Regions from separate parts of the Mus musculus genome. Here all the other regions are linked to region 1. The links are chromatin contacts, called in public Hi-C, HiCAR-type and HiChIP or PLAC-seq maps. All regions are on one chromosome and are shown on one strand. The core of a region is the stretch at or near the end of the contact, and the rest is flanking DNA. Distances in the headings are between cores, read along the strand shown.

Region 1 (3,058 bases), core at 235-2,734:
TCAAATCTGCCATGTGTCCCTGTACCCATAGCCCATAACTCAACTGGACAATTACCCCTACACCCCCCCACACATACATCCCTCCCCCCCCCCCCCACACACACACCATGGTTTTCCTTCAGTTCAAAGACACATGGTTGGACGAGGAATTATTATAGGGCCCTCTGCTGGCCTGATTTTCCAAGCAGATCTGGTTCATGGGCATCACAGCTCTGTGGGGAAGCTATGTCCGTCTGCCTTACCTGACAAAGCCTCTGAGTGCTGCTTACACTGCTGGACATGTGCCAAGTGGTGTACCACCTCAGAGAGAGAGGGAGGGAGAGGGGGGAGAGAGGGGGAAGAGAGGGAGAGAGAGAGAGAGAGGGAGAGAGAGAAGGAGAGAGAGAGAGAGAGAGAGAGAGAGGGGGAGAGAGAGAGAGAGAGAGAGAGAGAGAGAGAGAGAGAGAGCTGATTTGGGGTTGGGACAGGTGTGGGTCAGTGATAAACAGGTCTTTGCCCATGATTTTGTCTCTCCCTATGATACTGAACCCATCACTAGCAAAGAAATTTAATGCAATGATTTCTCCAAAAGCCATCGAACCCCATTGTAGCCCTGCCTGAACATATAAATATACCCTTCCTGAGGACATATTTGCATTTTTGGGTGAAAGAAATCCATATATATGGCAAAGATGTCTCTGTAATTATAGAAAGTTTATTTCTGTCCCCAGATGTCAGCAATCAAATTCCCCATAAATATATTTTGTGTAAATCTGTCGGCAGCTGGTCTCCATTCAGTTTTCTGGAGATATTAGCCTGTCTTTGAGTTTATGACAAAGTTAAAAATTATTCATTAAACTGACCTGCAGTATATTCAGTAACTGGAAAATTGCCTTGCCGTTCTATTTGGTTTGTAGATGTGATCACAAGTAAATTTTTAACTTAATTAATTGGCCGTTTCTGTTGACAAGAAATTTATGTGGTAATAATTTGCTCGAAATAGATGCCGACTGTAGGAAATGAGATATCCATCATGGGCTTGTGTTCCAGCAGCTGCACAGTGGCTATTATGAAAGTATTTCAGCCTGCGTCGACCCCAGTGTTTGTGCAGTCAAGATTATATATACCCACGATCCATGGCCTGCCAGAGAGGCGCTGGTGGAGGTCTATGATAACAAAGACTCCGTGATTTATGGCTTGCTGTGAAAGCAGAGCTTGATGAGATTAAACAATTTCATAGCACAAGTGTTTCTCAAGACCTGATTTGTAGTTGCAAGCTGATGGTAAATCACATTTATATATCTGCAAGCGTGCTCAGCAGAGGACTGCAATTACAGTTTAAGACAGCTACTTTTTATTTAATTTTTATCCTGGTTTTGTCTCTTTTATATCCCCCTTCGTCTGCAAACCGTTCACCTTCACAAGTCCTTTCGTGGTTAGGAGGCCAAAGATTGAAGTCAGTGATCTTCTTCTTGTCCTCTTGCCAGCTGGGAGGGAGGGGGGGTGGAGTTCTCAGAGCAGTGCGGACTGGCTCAAACTGGCTTTGACTGGTGTGAGCTCTTTGTTCTATTCTGTGTCCTGTTTGCCTTCCTCAGGGTGTATAGCAGACACTTGTGCTACTTGGCACACAGATGGAGGCCAGAAGCCGTCCTCATCCTGGTTGGGAGGGCATCATCTTGTACATGATGTCTGGGAAAGATGGGGATTGCTTTCATTTTGGAAGTCAGAGTGCAGTGTAGTAGGGGAATGAGGAAGCTCACAGCTGGCTCCCCTTGAATGTGACATTGGAACTGTGCTTTTCATGCAGACCCCTGAGGACTAAACTCTGGAACCAGTCCACTTAGTCACTTAGTGATCTAAAAAAAATGATCTACTGTGGCCTCATCTCTGTGCTAAGTAAGCAATAGGACAAACATCTCTGCCTTCCTCACAATACATGGGTGTGTGTGTGTGTGGCTAATAATAATAATGACAATGATAATAACATAGTCTTAAATGGTTGGTGCTTACATTACTGGAGGTTGGAAGGGAAGAAAACAGCATCACTCCTAGCTGAGGAGGCAGAGAGAATGAACAAGGCAGGGACTTACAAAGTAGATTGTAATTTAAGTAGTGGGAAGAGAGTTCTGGACATTGCAATGGTTTGTATAGTCGAAGACGTGGGCTCAACTATGATAATTGTATCACTGGATAATTGTAACAACGGTATAATAATAGCAGTACACATTTCCAGTACATCATCTTACTTACTCTTGGAAACCCAGACCTTGAACATTCTTGTGATCTTTGATTCTCGAATGTTTTGTTGTCTTTCACCATGGAATGGTGAAACGAGCAAGAAAGCATTGTGCCTCTAGGCCATCAGTCAAAGCTCGAAGAGCTCTGGCTGTTCACATGGGCCTGGTATAAACACAGTCACTGGGTAGAGGGACTCAGAGAAAGTCACAGGGACAGGAGGTGATGCGATGAAGAGGGCTGAGATGGGAGTGCACTTTGATGATGGAAAGAAAGAAATGCAGGAGAGACAGGGCAGGGGCAACTCCAAGCATTTCTACTCCTCACAGCATCCAAAAGAAGCAGCTTGATTTCACCTACCAGGACCTGTTTACAAATGGCTAACATTCAAACAGTAAGTCTGTGCTCTTTTAAGACACAGAAGCCATGGCAGTGTGTACAGAAAACCTATACAAGAGCTAGCACATTTTACTGGGCTCCACATTGAGTCTGTAACTGATTTTAGTAGGATAGTGAAGGAGGTGTTTTTGATTTCTGTATTTTCCCAATTCTGTACTAGTTGCAAGGCTGGTAGTATTTCTGCCTATTTTGCTCACAAACCTCTAGTGCCTAGGACAAAACACAAGATGTACTCACATCCATTAGATACGAGTTCGGGGATTAAGTGAATGATTTCATTCTGTCTGTGGAATATGGTTGGCCATTCTCTTCAGGATTCAGCTTCTCCCAAGCCAGACTGCTTATGTCTGAACTGGCCATTTATGAGACACAAAGGAAGAAATGCCTCTCCATTTCTTATGGTCTAAAAACTTATAATATCTCAATGTAGTAAGGAGGTCATTAA
Region 2 (3,058 bases), core at 314-2,813, 890 kb before region 1:
TGAGATCCTCTGATGGGAAGATAAGTGGTCTGTGATGCTAGGGGGAGGCTCAGCTTGTTCCAGAATGGAATTCCATCTCCTTAGTGATGATTGTGGGGGATTAGGTATTCCGGCGTACATATGTATGTTGATATTTGCATTTGGGAGAAATGTTATATATTCATTCATTCACTCATAAATCACATACCGTGGGCACAGCTCCAAGGCAGGCCTGCAGATACAGTGGCTGTGGCTTTCGTGGTGCCTTCACAGTCTAATGGGGGAAATGGATATTAGACAAAGAAGCACATGTTATCACAAGTGGTAATTCTGAGAAAATAAATCAGTGTTTGTGAGATAGAGCGAAGGTAGGACCCAGCTTAAGGTTCATGGAAGGTAGGTAAAGGAAGACCTGGAATTTCAGGAGGACCTGAATGCTGAGTGGAAAGTGGGTGAGGGAAGAAACAGGCCTAGGTAGCAGGTCTGAATGTGGGGAGGTCAGCAAGAACTCAACCCCTTCTAGGATCTGCCCTGCCTGGCTGGAGGAGAGGAGGCTGGGAACATGTGGAGCCAAATGCTTGAGAAGGTGACCCTGTGATTTATCACCCAGACTAGTAACAGTTGAGAGTGGAAAGACACTGCATTAATAATAATGTTGGGGTGACAAGTCACCTACTAGTAGGTCAAGGTGTAGAGCTGTTATTCTCAGGGGTATGCATAAAGAATTTGGGAGCCCATCAGAGCACGGCTCCCAACTTGGCCTTTGTCCCTGACATGACTTTGGGTACCTTGACCTTGTGAACCTCAGTTTCTTCAGCTGCAAAAAGGAGGCAGTGGTGACAGTTACTCATGGGGTTGGTGGAAGGCAATGGGGTTAAGAAACACACAGTATTGCATAGAAAGCAGCTGGCAGTGAGTCAGCTCTCCTTCCTCTTTGGGAGCTCCCATGGACCAGCCCAGCCTGGAAGACTTCCTTTTCTTGTGTAACCAAATATCCAACTAGCAGTAGTTAAAGGGAGGAAGGGTTTATTTTGGCTTTGAAGATACAGCCCATCATGATGAGCAAGTCATGGCCGCAGCAGCTGGTCATATTGTACCCACATCTAGGAAAGAGAGAGAGAGAGGGAGGGAAAGAAAGAGAGAGAGAGAGAGAGAGAGAGAGAGAGAGGGAGAGAGAGAGAGATGCTCAGATTTCTGAAGTTGGGGAGGGCCCACAGAATGGTGTCTCTTACATTTAGGGTGGATTGGCCCACCTCAATTAACCTAATCTAGATAATGCCTCCCAGGCACACCCACAGGTTTATCTCCTGGATGATTCTAGATCCTGTCAACTTGACAGTCTATCACATATCCCTCTGGGCCTACCTGTCAGGTTGCACGGATCTTGAGAGTTTCTGGTACCCTTTCTGCCAGAAGGCAGCTTGTATTATGAAAGCCTGAGTTTTGAATGAAGTGTCAAATATAATTTGGCAATACTAAGAATTCATTATTAGAAAAGCCAGGAGCCTAGCTCTGAGTGTGAAAGTGATGTCTACTCACTGGGAGGGGCCTTCACAGGTACCCCAGGCTTATGTAACAGATTCGGGGAGGCCAGAGATTTGCATGTCCACTGTGGATCCTGGGACCTCGGAGTCAAGGCTCTTTGAGGAGTGCCCAGAGGTGGGTGTGAAGGAGGGAGAAGAAAGCCTTCCCTGAGGTCTGCTCTACCCAGGGTGGGGATGGGAGGTAGGGTGGGGTGGGGGAGGAGATGTCCTGCAGTCTGTCTATTGCAGACACACATGCGGCTGTTGTCTGTCCTTCTCCTTTAAGTGAAGTAAAGAAGTTCCTGCTAGAGTGGTGGTGGAGAAGGAGAGATGCAGGCCGGAGGGGAGGCCACATTTGTCTCTTTGACAAGCCAAGGACAAACGCCCAGCCTGGAGCATTCCGGAGCAGGGCCAGCAGGCCCCTTAGTCCTTTAGCTTTAGGGACCTGAGTGTGTTTGAGAGGAGAGCTGTGTGTGGGGAGGGAGCAGCTGGACATGGAAAACGGGGAAAACAACCCAAGTCCACAGCCCCCAAACCTATCGTGGGCCTCTACTGCCCTCTTGGAGGAGTCTGGGTTTAATTTTTCTGGTCAGCGTGACAAGGAGGAGGAGCAGGAGAAGAAAGGAGTGAGTTGAAGCTCTAATTCGGTCGGCTGGGATCTGTCACTCAGCGAACAGCCGCTGACTACTCCAGGCAGCCTCAGCTGTAAGCAGCCCATGATTTATGGACACAGAGTGAACTCCTGCGGCAGAAACCAGCCTGGAGAGCAGACCAGCAAGAGGGATTTTTTTTTTTTTTTTTTTTTTTTTTTTGGGCAGGAGACAGGGTCTGCATTTCCCTCATTCATGGCAAACTGCTTTGCACGGCAATTAGCTCTGTCCTCGTTTAGTCTCCAGTCCCAAAGGGTAATGGAGGTCATATATCATCTTCAAGACTGCTAATTATCGAGCTCCTTTCCAGGTAGCTTTGTAACTGTGAGAAGGGCCTGTCGACCTGATATTTATTACTCCTCCAATAAGTAAGCAAAGAGGGGGGCCAGGGAGCTGGGGGACAGGGAGAGAGGAAGGAGGACAGGAGGGGGAGAGAAACAACTTTTTTGAAAGACCGCCCAACCCTAGCCCAGGGATCTCTGACAGCGGTCTGCCAACGTGCTCATCAGTGGGCAGACGTCTTTATTCTGTAGAGTTATTTTTCATGCTGTAGGAATCGGTGTGTCTGTATGGTCCAGAAGGGTGAGGTGAGGGCCTGTGGAGGGAACAGGCCAAGGGTGGGGAAGGGGACAAGGCGAAGTGATATGGAGGAGAGGACAAAAGGAGAGTAGAACAGAAACAGAAGGAATTGTCAGAAGGTGGTGGCACATGCTTTTAATCCCAGCACTTGGGAGGCAGAGGCAGGTGAATCTCTGAGTTCAAGGCCAGCCTGGTCTACAGAGTGTGTTCCAGGATAAACAGGGCTACACAGAGAAACCCTGTCTTGAAAAAAAAAAAAGATGGAAAAAAGAATCCTTTACCTCTACCCAGCTCCAGAATTTTCTTCTGTGGTTTCTGGCCTACTGT
Region 3 (3,058 bases), core at 361-2,860, 740 kb after region 1:
ATGGGAGGGTTTGAATAATTGTTGAGCCAGTGTGTTGGAATGGGTGTTTTCCTAAATCTGCTTTAGATGCAAGCTGGCAAGACCCTTTGGCATCTGTGAGAAGCATCATGCATCTCTGATCTGCCTCCACATCTCCTTATTGGAATTGCACAGAGGAGGGAGAGCCAATGACCTTTACTGACAACTGGTACCCACGGTCAGAGCAAATCTCCACGGTTGTGGGGAAAGGAGCAGGCTGCTGCCATGTAATACCAGTACTGTATGGAGGTTCAACTCTGACAGCAACAGAATCAGATTTCCACATCCTTCATGCTGCATTGATGTCTATGATATTTTAATACAAAGAGACGCTGGACTTGGCCAGTGAGAAAGTTTGCTGTTTTATTTTCAGAGCATGGTGACAGCAGTGGTGGAAAGAACCCCAAGTCTGCAAGGAACTGCTCGTCGCAACTCTGGAAAGACTTCTATCAGAATGAATGGCATGTCAGGAAGACAGAAAATAGGGTGCAACTTAGTCTCGGATGCTTGCATTTGTTCCTGGGATTCTAAATCTACCCAGCAAGGACTCACTCCATCAAACATGAGGCTGAGCAGAAAGAATCTTTCGGGATTATAATTAGAAAATTCACAATCAGAATTCCTTTGTAAATGGAGGTAGGATATTTGAAAGCAAAAGTCGATGCTTGAATGCGCCCCCACCCCGCAAGGTACCCAGTTCATCTCCCACCTACATTTCTATTCTTGTTTAGAGAACAATAGGTGGAACATTCTGCTAAGTGTGTGGAAGGGAAGAAAGACAGCAGGGAAGGGGGGCAGAGGGGAGGCCTTCATCCCATCCGCATTACCTAGAGTTTGATTGACTATGCAGCCAAGTCTCTTTTCAGATGTTCAAGTTTGAAAAGGACTGGAGACGTGCCTGAGAAGGACCCAAAGCAGATGCCAAGGAGGAAGTATCTGCATCCACACCCACCAAGGCCCCTGTCATTGGAAAGGACTACTTGGGACACTACATCATGTGGGGCATCTAATGCCAAATGCGCTGTGATCTGCCTCTCAGTGCCCAATTTCAGAAGTCATCAGGGGTCGTTTTCCCAAAGTATGAGGGCAACATTTTTTTTTCTTTTTTTCCTCTTTCCACAAAAAGTTTAATGCTAATCAAAGCAGAATGCCTAATCAGTTCAAGATGGCCTGTCAGCTTGAATTATCTATTTGTCTTCCTATTTACTGTATCTGTCTGTCTACAATTCTTTGTATCTTTGTGAAAATCAGTTATTAGGGCCCATGTTTCCTTCTGACTACAATCGCTACCAGATGAACCTCCCCGGTGATATGTTGATGATTTGCTAATTTATGGTTTTTAAAATCGAGGAATCCTGAGATATTGCAGGGGAGTCACGTGGGCTACGAGAGGAGAAGTGCTCAATGCTTTTCCTGACAAGGGATCAAAGATTGTGTAAAATACAAGACTTCAGTCCCATTTCAACCTGAGTGATGTCTGAGGCAGAGAAATCGTAAATGACATCTTATGGGAAACATCCCTCCCGTGAGCAGTCCGGCCCTTGCAGGCCTGGGAGAAGTGAGAGTGAACGTCACCCGAGATCCACATAAACAGGAAAGGAAAGCAGGCCCATGGTATCAAGCCAAGATAGCACCACATGACTTAACCCACATCCCACTCTCGCACACTGGAGGCCAGGCTGAGAGCAACCACAGCATTGCAGGGAGACTCCCTGGGATCCGAGGCAGGTTTAAATAAGCTCTCGAGCTGAACTTCCCAACCACTTAGGTGGCCAGATAGCTCAACAGAGAGCGAGAGCTGTTGTACGGCTGGAGGGTTTAATAGGTGTGCTGGAATGTATCTGTCCCTGATGCCTGGCACAGAGCAAGCAGTCAATAAACACATGTGGAATGAATAAACATGAAGGTACAGCACATGGTGATTCTCTTTTGGCAAGGATAGACCCCCAAGAGGGGGCAAATAAAAAGAATCTTTTTAAGGAAATAGCCATATTATGGCCTTTAAAAATGGCCTGGAATCACTGTGGGTAAAACCTGAAAGTAGGGAGAAGATAGAGGAACAGCCCATGTAGAGCCAAGGTAGTAAGTAGGCATAAAGAAACACATGGGGTCTGAGTAAGGAGGAGGGAGGGGGAGAGGGAGAGGGAGGGGGAGGGGGGAAGAGGGAGAGGGAGAGGAAGAGGGAAAGGGAAAGGGAGAGGAAGAGGGAAAGGGAGAGGGAGAGGGAGAGGGAGAGGGAGAGGCAGAGGGAGAGGGAGAGGGAGAGGGAGAGGGAGAGGGAGAGGGAGAGGGAGAGGGAGAGGGAGAGGGAGAGGGAGAGGGAGAGGGAGAGGGAGAGGGAGAGGGAGAGGGAGAGGGAGCATGAACATGAATGAGAAGAACAGCCTATATTGAATAAGTAGCTAAACTAGGCCCCACTCATAAGAAATCAGAAGGAGATGCATAGAGCCCCATGATTAGCTAGCAGAGAGGAATGCCCTGGCAAGCTGGAGATTATGAAGGAGATATAGTTATTCTCTGAATTCTTGAAGCATTGGGTCCAGATGAGGGTAGAAAATATGGTCCCAGGTATACATGGAGTTCTTTAAATAAGTTTACTTCTATCTCTTGGAAATCAAGAGCTCAAAATGGACCAACCTACAAATCCTGAAACTGGTCTACTAGATAAAACAGTATGGTGTTTGTAGTAAGAGACCAACACTGAAGCTCAAGAGCAAGAGCAATTGCTCTGGAGCAAGATATGGGTCTGGCTGTAGAAACTGCTCCCCACTCTAGAATTGGGAAGTCACCATGGAGATTTTCCTTCCATGCTAATTACATCTGGTTTCCTGTTCTCCTTTGTCCACTCCTTGTCTTTTTTTTTTTTTTAATTCCTTTCTTTCCATGTGTCCTCTCAGCTTCTGGCTACCAAAAATCTGTGGAGCCCTCTACACCCACACTCTTCTCTCTGTCCCAAACACCTGGGCCAGAACTACCTCAGTTTGGGGCCATTGAAGCCACATCATGGGAAACATAAGGCCTGGATGGCTCCCCAGCTGTG
Region 4 (3,058 bases), core at 148-2,647, 670 kb before region 1:
ACATGCAAATCATTTTTTGCCTTGAACTGTCAACTCTGATACTCTGAGGGGGACATGTCTGTCCCCAGCTTCTCTCTCTCCCCACCCCCACCCCAAGCCAAAGGGGATGTTGGCTAATGTTATTAATCAGCATGTGGAAAAAAAATTATCTTGATAAATATGGTGGCTAAACTATACTTTCCCTTTTGTGTGTCAGTTGTTGCAGCCGGGCATTTAATCTCCCTTTACCTAGAAGGAAATCAGACAATTATCCAGCACTTGATGTCAAAAGGAAGCCCGAGAATGAAGGTGGAGGGTCCCAGTGTATTGGGGAATGGACTTAAGCCACCAAATCCCGACAAAGGGCCCTGACAGTCTGCATTTTCTTGGGCATTAAACAAAGTCTTTGGTAAGTTTAAAGAATCTTTCCCTGCATGACTAAACTCATTGAGAGGGTTAGAGAGAAAGCTGCCTCAGAAGTCTTAAGCCTGAAAGGTTTTTCTTTTTTTTTTTTTTCTTTTTTTTTTTTTTGATTTTGCCCTGAACCCTCGGGACCCTTAAAACACTTGAGCATGTGTTGTTCCATCCCTCAGCCAGACAAAGGGGTGTTTGCGCTTCCAGAGAGTTAATAACGACAGGAGTAAGTCTTTCTGGTTTTTGGTTATTCTGTCTCCATCCGCTACCTACCCAAATCATTTAACTGTGATTTACACACTGCCTGCCTCAGTTCTTCTGGACATCTGGGCTCCAAGGAGCAAGAAAAGGCAAGGGCTCAAACAACCACCACAGCCCAAAGACAAATTTAGAAAACAGAAGCTTCTAGAATATGCCAAAGATAAAGAGAGCCGGTTGAGAGTACTCAAGAGTTATCCATTGCAGAGCCCGAATGTCGAGTGTCATAATATTAGATTTTTGTTTCTAGTTGGCCTGAAATTCCGTTCCATCAGTGCACCCCCCCTCCCTCATGGGGTGAGAACATCAAACGTGTTTTCTTGCCAGGATGACAGCCAGCATTGTGTCAGATGGGAGACACATGTAAGCCTGACTTGAGAAGTGAAAAACATCTCAAGATTGGGTCGGTGTGATCGGACATGGCCCCACTGCAGGTCTTTCTGGAACCTCCTGGGCCAGGCCCTTTCAGCCTCTGTCCAGCACTGCCTGCCTTGTGTGCTGTGAAATTTTAATTGAATTGTTAATGACACCGAGGAGTGACACAACACACGAGGAACTTCCAAGAATCAGTCAGGAGGAGCCCCCTTTGCTCACTGTTACAAAACAGAAGACACTGGGAAATTGACAAGTCCAAGCGGCGAGGCCAGGGTCGTAATTGATAGCAGGCTGTCTAAAGCCAAGGCCCTTCTTTGGTAATTGCAAGCAGAGGCGCCTCTCTGATCTCACCAGAGGTGCTGGCCATGCCAGAGCGACCCGGCTTTGACGGATGGCCTTCCCGAGGTAATGACTTCGGCATGTTCTCCCCCTCACATGAGGCTGTGTCCCTCCCACTGGAGAAAATGAGCCGAGCATTTTGCTGCCTCTTAAACAGGCCCCTGTTAAAATAACTCTATTCTATTATATAAGCCCTGTAGTGCCAGGGGCTAAATTTATATGGTTATAAACAAGAGATATTACTTTGGAATACCACAATACTGTGTTTTGCTCTTTCTTGAGGATTTCAAATGGTGTTTTCAAAATAATGGATTTTACTTCACGAAGAAAAGAATGAGGGGCGTGTAGGAGGCAGAAGGCAGGAACTCGTTTCCGAATCAAACCTTCATCCTAGTTTGAAATTCCTCTGTGTACCTTCCCTAATTCACTTGCCCAGTATTTATTTGTATTTGTGTTTGTTTTGCTGGCTGCATTTGACTCTCTTTGGGAGCATCAGAAATATTATTTACTCCAGGACCCTGAAATAAGATAGATATTTTATTTCATGGTTTTTACACTCCTCAAAGGTTTCTTTTTATTCCCCTCCCCTATCCATTTTTGGACATTGATATATTTCAGAACTTTTATGTGGCTTTCCCTCCCTCCATCTCCGCTCCCTTCCCCCATCTCTCTTCCTGGAATGTAATTTTGTCTGTGAAATATGACTGTAAGCTCAAGTGTCCCTGATGATCTATAGTACTTCTGGATTTTCACTCTGTTGGTGACAGAAACTGACTAATTCTGATATAGGGACCCTGGGTGCCCCTCCCCACTGTAACTGGTGCTTTCTGGTATGTTTAAAGTTTGGGTCTCTCATAACACAGTTTCCCACCAAGAACCAATCTTAAAAGGGAGCCAAGGAGATCTGTAAAAACTCAACCTTATATTCTTAATTCTCAGGTTCTTGGTGTGTGTGTTTCTGTGTGAGTGTGCCTCTGTGTATATGTTTCTTTGTGTGTCTCTGAGTGTGTCTGTGTGTGTGTTCACACACTCATAGATGGATAAGTTTGATGGGAACCTGAGAAGCTGGGTTCAGATTTTCCTTATTGGGTATTTCAGGGGAATGGCTACAGAAACAGATCCAGAGAGGAGGGAGTCGTTACTAACCTCAAATGAGGCCAGCCTGCTAGAAGCAACGTTGAGATTAGGGCTCAGAACTCCTGATTCCAAGTCCTGAGTCAAAGTCTACAATCCCAGCCCAGTGGGCAGGCAAAGCTGAACGCGTTTGAAACATAGGAAGGATTTGTTGCTAGCGTTCCAATCTGCACTCTGGATTCTGGAAGGGTGGCCTGGGAGGACCGAGGAGCTCACAAAAATTCTCCTTTGTCAGCCATGCGCAGTCTGTGGGGAAGGAAGGGTTGACGTCTCAGAGGAAGCTTTGGGTTGGAGTTGTTTTTTGTGCTGAAATGCATTATCTTAAGGTGGAAGCCAGAATCGTTCATGAAGTTTCTTTAAAGACTCTAGATCCCCAGAGGAGGAATGAGAGGACATTTATTGAGTGCTGACCAGTGTCAGGCACAGTGCCAGGTGACTCCACACATGGGTTTAGGTTTTAGAACTGTTTCTGAGCTCTGAGAGTTCAAGTTTCTTCATTTGTAAGGTGGTGGGTGAAAGAACTGAGCAGTGTGGCCTAGTGCGCTCCACTGCCTTCAAA
Region 5 (3,058 bases), core at 158-2,657, 610 kb before region 1:
TGGAACACAGTGGGGAAAACCAGATTCGGAGAGCTGGCCACGTGCTTTTGCTGTGGCAGTTCCCTGTGGCTCTGGCTTACCCAGCCAGAGAGCACTGTCTAGTTTCCTTCTTCTGTGTTCCCCCCAACCCCTCCCCAGAGCTCCGTCATTAGTTCTGCTGCCTTTAGAGTTTTAAAAAGTTGGATGCTTCTCTGTTATAAAAATAACACACATATCAGACTTGCAGATGGCTATTAGCCAGAAAGAGAGGCATTTAGAGGTGTGTGGGGTGGGGCAGGGGTAGGAGTCAGATGGTGCGTTGGGCATGCGGAATTTTACTTTCTGACCGGTATCCTGTGAAGGAGTGGGTTTCAGAGAATAATGTTGTACAGCAGACTGGTTGAATTTAAAATATTTATGGGTTGAACTATCTAAATCTCTCTCCTCCTCATCCGCACATCACCTTCTCCTCTTTCATCCCTACCCTTGGGGCAGCTGTCCCATTTTCTGGGTGAAGAAAAAAATCGAGAGGCTTCCTCTGTGTCTTGAGTGTGATTGCCGAGGCTATGGTGTTTGCAGAGCTTTTCAGTTCTCCCCTTGTTTTTCATAAAAACAAGATTTCTTATGCAAAATGGGTCACTCGAAGGCTCCAAACAATTTCTCCCTTGCAGCCGCTGGTGCCTCATGCAGGGGCGATGTTAGCAAGCCACTGACATATGGATGTGATCTCTGTTACTTTGACCAGATTTGGTTTCCTCAGAGTGCGTGAGAAGGGAAGATAAATTTTGTCCTAGGAATACTATAGCGACTCATAAATAAATGGTTACCCTTTGGTGCTTGCAGTTTTCATTAAAGCCGCCTGAGCTTTGTTATTGACACCATAGGTTGCCTATTCAGGGAAATGCAGTAAAATTTATCAGTGTGCTTTCCACACCTAATAAATCATCCAAACAGGGAACCATATGGCAGATAAGACCTTGAAAATGTGGCTTCAGCATGTGAGGAGTCAAGTCGTTGAAATCGTGAATGATTACAACCTGCACAATTCCCCAGAATATCTTCCAGTTATTTTACATGTTATTTTCCTTGGTCACCCCATCACCTCTTTGTCTTTCTTCCCCTGTCTCTTCCTCCTCTCCCTCTCCCTCTTCCTCTCTCTCTCGGTCTCTCTCTGTCTCTCTGCCTCCTCTCCCTCCCTTACCTTCTTCTAGCAGTGCCCTTTCTCAGGCCTGCTCATTCTTTGTCTTTTGGGTAGGGGTCTAGTTGTGATTTCAGCTTTAAAATCAGCGTCCGGAGCAGATAAGACATTTTTATAATGCCTGGCTGGTAGGATGAAGAGGGGCAGGAGGAGCAGAGACTGACGGGAAGGGATGATGTATGTGGCGGCTGTGTCCCCGCTCTCCTCCAGCCCATTGTCATTAATCATGGCCATTAGTTTTTTTCAGAGCTGCCTTGTCTGCACAGTGCCTCAGAAAGGCCATTGTTTTTCCATGCCATAGCTGAGGGGGGAAAGGGAAGAAAGAACCCCCCCACATCCCCCGCCCCGAATATTCTTTTCTCCTCCTTCATTCTGCCTTCTAGAATCTGCCCCTTCTTCTGTCGGGCCCATAGCCCCCTCCCCTGCCCAGCTTCCGTTTCTCTCCTTCTGAGGGGTGAGGGGCGGAGGGAGCTGACCCTTGCCTCTTTGGTCCTGTTGTGTATTTTCCTGATGACACAGCACGGAGACACAACTGTGAGGGAGTCACTGAATGAGGGCTATACTCCCAACACTGCTTAGCATACAAGGAAGTGCTGCCTATGTTTGTGGCTTTTTTCTGGTCTTTCTCTTCAGGAACTGCAAACTTAGAGTAAGCCTAGGATGTCAGCAAGATCGGAGGACGTGTCCGTGGTAGCGTGAGTGTGCTCAGCAGCAGAGGGAGAACAGCCTGATGGCCTGTTAAGTGCCTAAGCAGCCTTGACACCATCTTAGGGCTCCCCCACCACTGCTGTGCTGATCTCAGAATCAGCTGCTCATCAGCCCGATCCCAGGAGTGAGGATGCTGGTTGTTGATGAAGAGCGACCCTGTCTTTTCCTTCTCCTCCACTAATTAAAGACTTAGGCTCCAAGGGAGAGATCCCAGAGACCTTGATGGCTCCCTTGCTTTCGATGCCATTCTATCACCAAGTAATACCATGAGATTGAACTGCCAAAGACACTAGGGTCATCAGGAACACACACCACGCTATGTAAAACTCGGGGAGCCAACTTCAATGAGATCTGATTGCCCAAGATACTTAGGTCATAGGAAACATGCACCATGCTATGTAAAACTCAGGAGCCAACTTCAAGTACAGAGCATATAAATTAGGGCATCATTTTGTGAAATTTACTATGGAAACAGAAAATTGTTGCTGAAAGGTGAAGAATAAGAATTAACAAAAAAGCCCATGACAGCTTTATTTGAAAAGAAAAAAAAATACTCTGTTTGTCTTCACACAGGAGCACAGTTATAACGGTGTGTTCCTAAATATTGTGTTGTACCTATAACTTATTTTAGTGACCAGGCATGGTAACGTATGCCTAGAACTTCGAAGTCCGAGTCAGAAAAATTAGGAATTCAAACTTATCCTCAGTTGCGTAAGGATATGAGGCCAGGCTGGACTATATAATAATATATATATAATAAGATCTTGTGATTTGCTACTCAAGCATTAACTGAATATTTATGATACAGAAAACAATATGAATGGTCAAATTACTCTGGAGGCTCTAGAGATGAGAGACATGATTTTTTTTTCAGGGACCATGTAACGTAAGTCAAATTACTGTTCCTCTTTAGAACTGCAATTTTTCCTTCTCTTAAACGAGATAGTTGGTTCTAGGCCCTGTTTCCCCCAAATTCTGGTTTATGTGTGGTAAGGGAAACATGGCTTTAGGTGGGAACACAGACTGGTCTTTTAACATTTTAGTAACTGTGTTTATATTTATAGTTGGCTGGGGTTCATTCAGAAACACTGGCTATCCTTTTATGGCCATCTTACAAATTTCATATTTTAATTTCCATGTTAATAGGAAAAGTGAGTCAAGGGAAGGAAAATA
Region 6 (3,058 bases), core at 174-2,673, 620 kb after region 1:
ACAACCTAAGTGCAGGGGTCTGCCATGGACATTTCTTATCCCGAGCAGGGGAACTGATGGCAAGATAAAGTTACTGAACCTCTTGGAGAAGGGTTCTGTGGGTTATAGGAAGCTGATGTCTTACTGAGTGATCAACCTATCCTTGACTCTCAGCTTGTTGTTTCCTGTCGTCTGGGCAGAGATCTGGAAGGGAGGCCAGCAGGGACCAGCTTTTACTGAAAACTAATGACAATTGTTTTCTGAAAAGTCATTGTCAACAAAATCAGTTCTTGGAAGTAGAGTCCTGGACAGGGAACTGCTTCCCCACCATGTGCTGTGTGGTTTGGTCGGATTAATAACACTTTGTAAACCACACAGGCAAGGCAAAGAGTGTCCAGCACTGGCCAGCGCCCACCACTTATACCTGGAAGTTTCAAAAGCCCAGCACAGAAATGTCCTAATGGACGCTCAAAGTTAATGAATTAAAATTATTATTCATTTACAACATAAGTAAAGTATATCTTCCAAGTTACTAACAGGTAGAATACTAAAGAAAATAGGTAAATTATTCTCTCAATAAAAATGTCTGTCTCGTAAACAAGGCAGTATTTATCACATGTTGTACTTTTCTTTTTCTTTCTTTCTTTTTTTTTTTTTAAAGATGTATCTTTGGTTTAAAAAATAAATTTGAAAATAGGCTATACATATAGATAGAAGAAATAAACAGTTGTTGCCTATAGTTATGTTTTTAAAAAGTATTTAATATTTATTTTGGTAGTCTTATTTGGCTCATTGATAATGCCCAGGTTGAAAAACAAATCACTTTTTCTAAAAATAATTTTACTGAAATCTAAAACAAGACATAAAAATAAACCCTTATGCCATGTGTCAGGACTGACTTCTGGCCCCATAGAGAAAAGCAACACCCATTGGTGAACATGGATTCTAACTTGGTAATTCTTTGTGAGACAGCATCAAGTTGGAATTATTTTCAGACGGATATTAATCCAGTCTATTTATTAACTTTATAAACATGCCCTCCATATCCTGATGGGTACTGTGGGAATTAACCTGTATAACCAATAGATTAAAGACATGGCCATTCCACTCAGCAACAGCGGGAGGGTGGTGGGGAGGCAACTGGAGGCTGACTCTGCTTTCTGGGTCTTTGTCTTTTAAATTCAGTGAATGTTTACTTAGCTGGAACTTTCTCCAAGTGAGCATTAGACTGGGCAAATTGGATTTAAAAGAAATATCGCAAGTTGAGAGGTGTTGTTTTAATGGATGCATATCTCTTGCAAAAAGAGTTTCAGATATCCATCTTAGAGAAATAAAGGAGAATCAAGAGAAAGAGAAAAGGCAGGAAGTGAGGCAGGAGGATAGGCATTTAGAGGCCATCTGGGAGGGAGCATTTCATTTATAGGGTTGCAGTGCCACCTTCTGGTTACTTCATATTTCAAGTCCCCCTGATCTGAGGCCATCTATCTCACAATCTAAGCCTCAATGTGCAGCTGTACAACTGCAGTTCTCCAGCGCTGTTATACGTAAGAATTTTATTGCCCGTCAGCAGATTTCTAACCCACTGGTTGAAGTTTAATAATCTTCTGTTACCTGAAGTATAGGTTATATAAAAACCTAGCATGCTAATTGTTGACAAACCAATTCTAATACACAAAGCTCTGTAACTCACCCAGTAAATACCCAAATACATCAACAGAGAGAGCTCCTTTTTGTTCTAACAGTGTGCTATTAATACAACTGATCATTTAACATGAGATTCACAACGCGCATTTCAAAATATGGAGGAATCAGGGGCAAGGCTTCCCCTTATTAACTTCTCCTTTATTTACAATTGAGAAAGAAAAGAACATTCTCTCCTCCCCCTCCCCACTCCCCCCATTTTTGGAGAACAAGTTCCTTGACCACAATGCCATTTGGGAAATATGTTGATATAGCAAAGTCTGAATTATAAATACCTTATAGGCGTTTATATAAATACCTTCCATCTATAAGATGTTATATGGTTTTGCATGGTGATGAGGAAGTTGTGGGGAAGATATGTCACCGATACTGTGGGCAGAGAAACACTACCTGTCATTTTCTCTGGGGGGGGGGGGGAGATCACCGAGACGACGTGATAGCAAAGGAACACAATAAAGAGGAGAAGCCGGGATGTGATAGTGTGTCTGATTATATCTGCAAAGGAAACTGTGAAATAAATTAACACCAAGTACCCATGAGATGCGGATGGTAGCTCCACAGCCAGCAGTTGCTGTGCATCAGGGGAGGTTTCTGTTCAGTAGTAAGAGAACTAAAGTGCAGGTAGGCTGTGAATCTGGTGGTGATAACTAATGGCCACGCCACTTAAGACTCGGATTAGATCTCTAACAGGGGGAAAAATAAGAATAATAAAAGACTCTAAAGGACAGAAGAATGCAATAGGGTTTGTATTTTCACTCAGAAAATATAAACCCCAAATGGGATCAAAGGGGCCCAAGAAATGAAAAATGACAATTCCTCTGTCGACCCTGATCTTATCTCAAGCCACACTATCACATGATAATGCTCTGGGGTTTAGGGGAGGGCAGAACTGTTCTTTGGGTGCCAAGGAAGCAGAAGAACATTATGACCCACTCGGCCGAGAGAAACACACTCTAATTTCAAAAAGTTATTGAGATTTAATCTCTAAGAACTGCAAAAATAGCTCAGGCAACAACCAAAAGGGTGGCTCTCAACACCTATATGAGTCTTTGTGGGTAGGGAAGTATATTGGAAAGGCAAGATTTCAGTACTTCCAGGAAGATGTCATGCTGAGGTCCTCCCAATCCAGACTTCAGCTTCCTAACACAAACACGCTGATTTTATCTACCGATTATTCCTCCTTGATTTAGCATTGAAACACCTTAATTGCGTTCCTTTGCTATCACGTCTCGGTGATCTTCCCTACCCCACCCCCAGAAAAAATGACAGGTAGTGTTTCTCTGCCCACAGCATCAGTGACATATCTTCCCCACAACTTCCTCATCACCATGTAAAACAATATAACATCTTATAGATGGAAGGTATTTATAATTCAGAC
Region 7 (3,058 bases), core at 367-2,866, 600 kb before region 1:
CCCTGCCCCCTAAAAAAAAATCCTGTTTCCAGAAAATTTATCGTTCTTCCATCTTTCCAAAGAGTGAACTATATCAAAGTGGACTTGGGATTACTGATGTGGGGCTGGGTATGCGATCATTTTGGAATGCAATGCTGGTTGTGTAGACTGGGTCGATGATGGATCCAGTTGTGAATAATTCTTTTAAAATGGATGATGTCAGTGGCAGTTTTATAACTGGGATTTTACTAGTCTGGAAGAAATTGCTGGAACATGGGTGAGAGTAAGTCACCACTGAGTGTCAATAAAATAAAAGCAAGGAGTTAAGAAAGTTAGGGCTGTCTACATTTTTCACATTGAAAGCACAAATTACAAGGAGTTCTCACACCACGTTTTGTTTGGCGTGTTATCTTTATTTCTTCTTCTTCTTCTTCTTCTTCTTCTTCTTCTTCTTCTTCTTCTTCTTCTTCTTCTTCTTCTTTTTCTTCTTCTTCTTCTTTTTTTTAATAATGGGAAATGTATTGATATGGTCATTACATGGGATCAGCCAAATCGTCTTACTAGGGGTCAAATCCATTTTTGAGAAAATAACTGCCCTAAACTAGGAGTGGAGCCTTGACCTGATTAGAGAGTTTTCAAATCAAAAGCAAACATCTTCTTTAGTAGTCTAGCCTTCGACATGACATAATGATGTCTAGTAGTAATAGGTTAAACTCAACCCTAAATTCTCAAAGGTAATTGCCCCTAGGACTTTGAGGGTATCCCCAACATGAATCTGACCATTGGGCATTCTGTATTTTGATCTTATATTACAACATATCTTTTAATGAATTGTAGGCTACACACACACACACACACACACACACACACACACACACCCTCATCTCTAGCTTTTATTAAACACCTACAAAGATGAAGTCTGTGTTTCCGAGTGTCAGGTTGAAGCAGAGGATAGTTGTTACCTGTGCTACTCCTCAGGCCATTGGGTGTGGTTTAGATTAGTTCTCTGCTCTGTCACCTACCTGGCCCCAGTGAATTTGTGATTACAGCCTTAGATGATGTAGCAAAACTTAGACTAGTTTTGACTGAAACAATTGCTAATCTAGAAACAGACAGCAACTGAAAAGCTATCACCTCAGATATACTTGCTTTAGGAACAAAGAAGGATCCACATAGTGAAAGGAGGTATGGCAAAAGGAGAGGGTACCCCACTCCCAACAGAGGAAAACAACGGTTACAAATTCATTTAAAAAGAAACAATGAGTTTAGTATAGGAAAACCAAAGCAACAACAAACCAAAACCCTACAAAATATTACTGAGAGTAGCAAAGGAAGGGAACACAGAGTGAAAAGGTTCCCATTCCGAGTAGCGTCCACTGATAAACTTGGAGACCATTAAAAAGGTTATCTTCTCAGCTGTGGAGTTCACTAGACTCCTGGTCACTTTGTATAGAAATGTGGCTGGTCTCCTGGGCTCTGGATGCCTTTGATACTAGGACCAGTTTGGGCCATTTTCTGGGAAATGGGACAGAGGGACACAGGTTTTGGTAACCTTCGCACATTTGTGCTTTGACTTAGCAGTTAGGCAGTTGATAAATGACTGGCTGGTCTGTTGTCTTTAAGGAAGTCTCTGCCAGTGGCTAAATTATTATTTAGCTTTCTCAGGAACAAGCTGCATTGTGGGTGCCCTGGAGCTCTGGGAATTGGGCCCTGGTGTCTGAGCAGGATTTGGCCATTCATGTGGCATGGCCTGACCCTCCTACCCCCCATTTGCTAATTTTTGAGATGTTGAGGACATCATTTGTTAGGGTTTTGTTTTGTTTTATCATTGTTCTCAATTTTCTGAGGAATTTGAGTCTATCTTCTTCACCCAGAGCAGAAATGGATGTGAGATGGGCTTCATTTTTATCTGTGTTATTTCCAGGAGGTGATCTTGCATGTGGTTATAAATTGAATTTAGACTTGGGTTCGAATCTCAATGCTGCCACCCATGAGTGGCTCGATGATTGTATCTTGAACAAATTGTGGAACCATGATAAGCTCCAGCTTCTTGTGTAAGAGAGTAGCAGAGATAAGAAGCAAGATAACATAGTCAAGGACTTAAGCATCAAGCTATGATGCAATGTACTCATAGGATGGTATTAGCCGCTTAGCTTATTGTCTGGGCTTTAGGAACACAGGTGATTTTAAAGCCTTTGTTTTAAAAAAAATGAGACACAGTATCTATAAAATGGGAAACATACGAAGTTGTTGATTGTTGCCCAGAAGAAAGTCTTAACAGTGAACATGGTGTGTGCAGTTTGTCTGTCTGTGCGTGTGTGCATGTGTGAAGGCCAGAGGGTGAAGTTGCGTGGCTTCTCTAATGGGTCTTCACTTTGTTTACTGAGGCAGGGTCTCTTGCTGAACCTGGAGCTTGCCGATTGAGCTAGTCCAGGTAGCCAGCTTGGCCCAGGGATCCTTGCCTCTGCCTTCTGAGCACCGAGATTACCAGTGGACCCCATGCCTGCTTAGGCTTCATGCACCGAGATTACAGGTGGACCCCATGCCTGCTTAGGCTTTATGTGGGTCCTGGGGATCTGACCTCTGATTTTCATTCTGATATGGCAAGTGTTTTATCCAACAAACCATCTCCCCCACAGTAAAAAGTTTAATTGATTAAATAGTAAAAAATGAATAAGCCCTATTGTTCTTCTTCTAGTGATTTTTTTCTGTAACACAATGACTCTACCTGTACTTTAGCAATGCCAAGAATCTCCCTGTGCAGGGTTGGCAAGACCTTTCTCTGTTCCAACTTGTTCATTATGGATCCATTAATACACACACTGGCAATCTAAAAGTCGAAAAGCCAGAAAGCAACCAGTCAGCCCAAGCCAGCCTCTCTGTGTCTGACCCACTCCACAGATGGGCAACTTAAATTCACTTTTCATGGGTGAGAACCGTTTTGCCTGTTCTATTGCAGAGGACAGTTGTGAATCAAGCAAAATGTGTTTCTATGGCAGGAGACTGGAGGAGTGCAGATACGAACTCCTTTTTCTCTGACTTCACAGCTGACAGAGTCAAGGAGAGTGTAGTTCCTGCC

The links. Hi-C and Micro-C count contacts between places; a contact is called where the count stands out from the background. HiCAR-type assays count read pairs that join an accessible place to other places. HiChIP or PLAC-seq counts read pairs in DNA pulled down with a chosen protein or histone mark.
Region 2: a contact with region 1 is called in a Hi-C map of nephron progenitors, with 2.6 times the contacts expected there. The contact joins two enhancer-like sites. A contact is called at or near these places in 3 of 484 Hi-C or Micro-C datasets (the N1E-115 cell line and nephron progenitors) and 2 of 9 other capture datasets (embryonic tail and embryonic trunk).
Region 3: a Hi-C map of uterus shows a contact between it and region 1, with 4 times the contacts expected there. The contact joins two enhancer-like sites. A contact is called at or near these places in 4 of 484 Hi-C or Micro-C datasets (tail fibroblasts and uterus), 1 of 115 datasets of contacts at active chromatin or transcription factors (differentiating embryonic stem cells) and 2 of 9 other capture datasets (embryonic tail and embryonic trunk).
Region 4: a contact with region 1 is called in a Hi-C map of uterus, with 4 times the contacts expected there. The contact joins two enhancer-like sites. A contact is called at or near these places in 4 of 484 Hi-C or Micro-C datasets (nephron progenitors and uterus), 1 of 115 datasets of contacts at active chromatin or transcription factors (kidney) and 2 of 9 other capture datasets (embryonic tail and embryonic trunk).
Region 5: a contact with region 1 is called in an H3K27ac HiChIP or PLAC-seq map of differentiating embryonic stem cells, with 5 times the contacts expected there. The contact joins two enhancer-like sites. A contact is called at or near these places in 2 of 484 Hi-C or Micro-C datasets (both in nephron progenitors), 1 of 115 datasets of contacts at active chromatin or transcription factors (differentiating embryonic stem cells) and 2 of 9 other capture datasets (embryonic stem cells and embryonic trunk).
Region 6: a Hi-C map of stem cell-derived motor neurons shows a contact between it and region 1, with 4 times the contacts expected there. The contact joins two enhancer-like sites. A contact is called at or near these places in 8 of 484 Hi-C or Micro-C datasets (the Patski cell line, myocytes, nephron progenitors and 2 more), 1 of 115 datasets of contacts at active chromatin or transcription factors (differentiating embryonic stem cells) and 3 of 9 other capture datasets (embryonic stem cells, embryonic tail and embryonic trunk).
Region 7: a contact with region 1 is called in a HiCAR-type map of kidney, with 3 times the contacts expected there. The contact joins two enhancer-like sites. A contact is called at or near these places in 1 of 484 Hi-C or Micro-C datasets (nephron progenitors) and 1 of 115 datasets of contacts at active chromatin or transcription factors (kidney).

What each region holds. Positions count from the first base shown.
Region 1 is chr14:22,782,342-22,785,399 of GRCm38.p6, forward strand. All of the region lies in intron 5 of Lrmda (leucine rich melanocyte differentiation associated), which reads left to right. All of the region lies in intron 1 of Gm30926 (a long non-coding RNA gene), which reads right to left. Among named protein-coding and RNA genes, the nearest start is that of Gm30926, 17 kb to the right of the region's middle. Within about 2 kb of position 1,485, at least 60 of the 459 cell types and tissues checked have an H3K27ac peak or open chromatin away from gene starts, as enhancers often do. A contact at or near this core is called in the N1E-115 cell line, kidney, nephron progenitors and 2 more, where this site is marked.
Region 2 is chr14:21,889,753-21,892,810 of GRCm38.p6, forward strand. No RefSeq gene overlaps it. Among named protein-coding and RNA genes, the nearest start is that of Comtd1, 42 kb to the left of the region's middle. Within about 2 kb of position 1,564, at least 74 of the 459 cell types and tissues checked have an H3K27ac peak or open chromatin away from gene starts, as enhancers often do. A contact at or near this core is called in the N1E-115 cell line and nephron progenitors, where this site is marked.
Region 3 is chr14:23,519,646-23,522,703 of GRCm38.p6, forward strand. All of the region lies in intron 9 of Kcnma1 (potassium large conductance calcium-activated channel, subfamily M, alpha member 1), which reads right to left. 5430425E15Rik (a long non-coding RNA gene) reads left to right here. Exons shown (of 4, transcript XR_003951125.1): 4 at 1-3,058. Among named protein-coding and RNA genes, the nearest start is that of 5430425E15Rik, 11 kb to the left of the region's middle. RefSeq lists an enhancer at 501-1,953. Within about 2 kb of position 1,611, at least 20 of the 459 cell types and tissues checked have an H3K27ac peak or open chromatin away from gene starts, as enhancers often do. A contact at or near this core is called in uterus, where this site is marked.
Region 4 is chr14:22,113,819-22,116,876 of GRCm38.p6, forward strand. All of the region lies in intron 2 of Lrmda (leucine rich melanocyte differentiation associated), which reads left to right. Among named protein-coding and RNA genes, the nearest start is that of Gm41107, 84 kb to the left of the region's middle. RefSeq lists an enhancer at 1-2,133. Within about 2 kb of position 1,398, at least 40 of the 459 cell types and tissues checked have an H3K27ac peak or open chromatin away from gene starts, as enhancers often do. A contact at or near this core is called in uterus, where this site is marked.
Region 5 is chr14:22,167,449-22,170,506 of GRCm38.p6, forward strand. All of the region lies in intron 2 of Lrmda (leucine rich melanocyte differentiation associated), which reads left to right. Among named protein-coding and RNA genes, the nearest start is that of Gm41107, 140 kb to the left of the region's middle. Within about 2 kb of position 1,408, at least 27 of the 459 cell types and tissues checked have an H3K27ac peak or open chromatin away from gene starts, as enhancers often do.
Region 6 is chr14:23,399,863-23,402,920 of GRCm38.p6, forward strand. All of the region lies in intron 19 of Kcnma1 (potassium large conductance calcium-activated channel, subfamily M, alpha member 1), which reads right to left. Among named protein-coding and RNA genes, the nearest start is that of 5430425E15Rik, 110 kb to the right of the region's middle. Within about 2 kb of position 1,424, at least 35 of the 459 cell types and tissues checked have an H3K27ac peak or open chromatin away from gene starts, as enhancers often do. A contact at or near this core is called in stem cell-derived motor neurons, where this site is marked.
Region 7 is chr14:22,186,410-22,189,467 of GRCm38.p6, forward strand. The region is part of intron 2 of Lrmda (leucine rich melanocyte differentiation associated); the gene reads left to right. Among named protein-coding and RNA genes, the nearest start is that of Gm41107, 160 kb to the left of the region's middle. Within about 2 kb of position 1,617, at least 1 of the 459 cell types and tissues checked has an H3K27ac peak or open chromatin away from gene starts, as enhancers often do. A contact at or near this core is called in kidney, where this site is marked.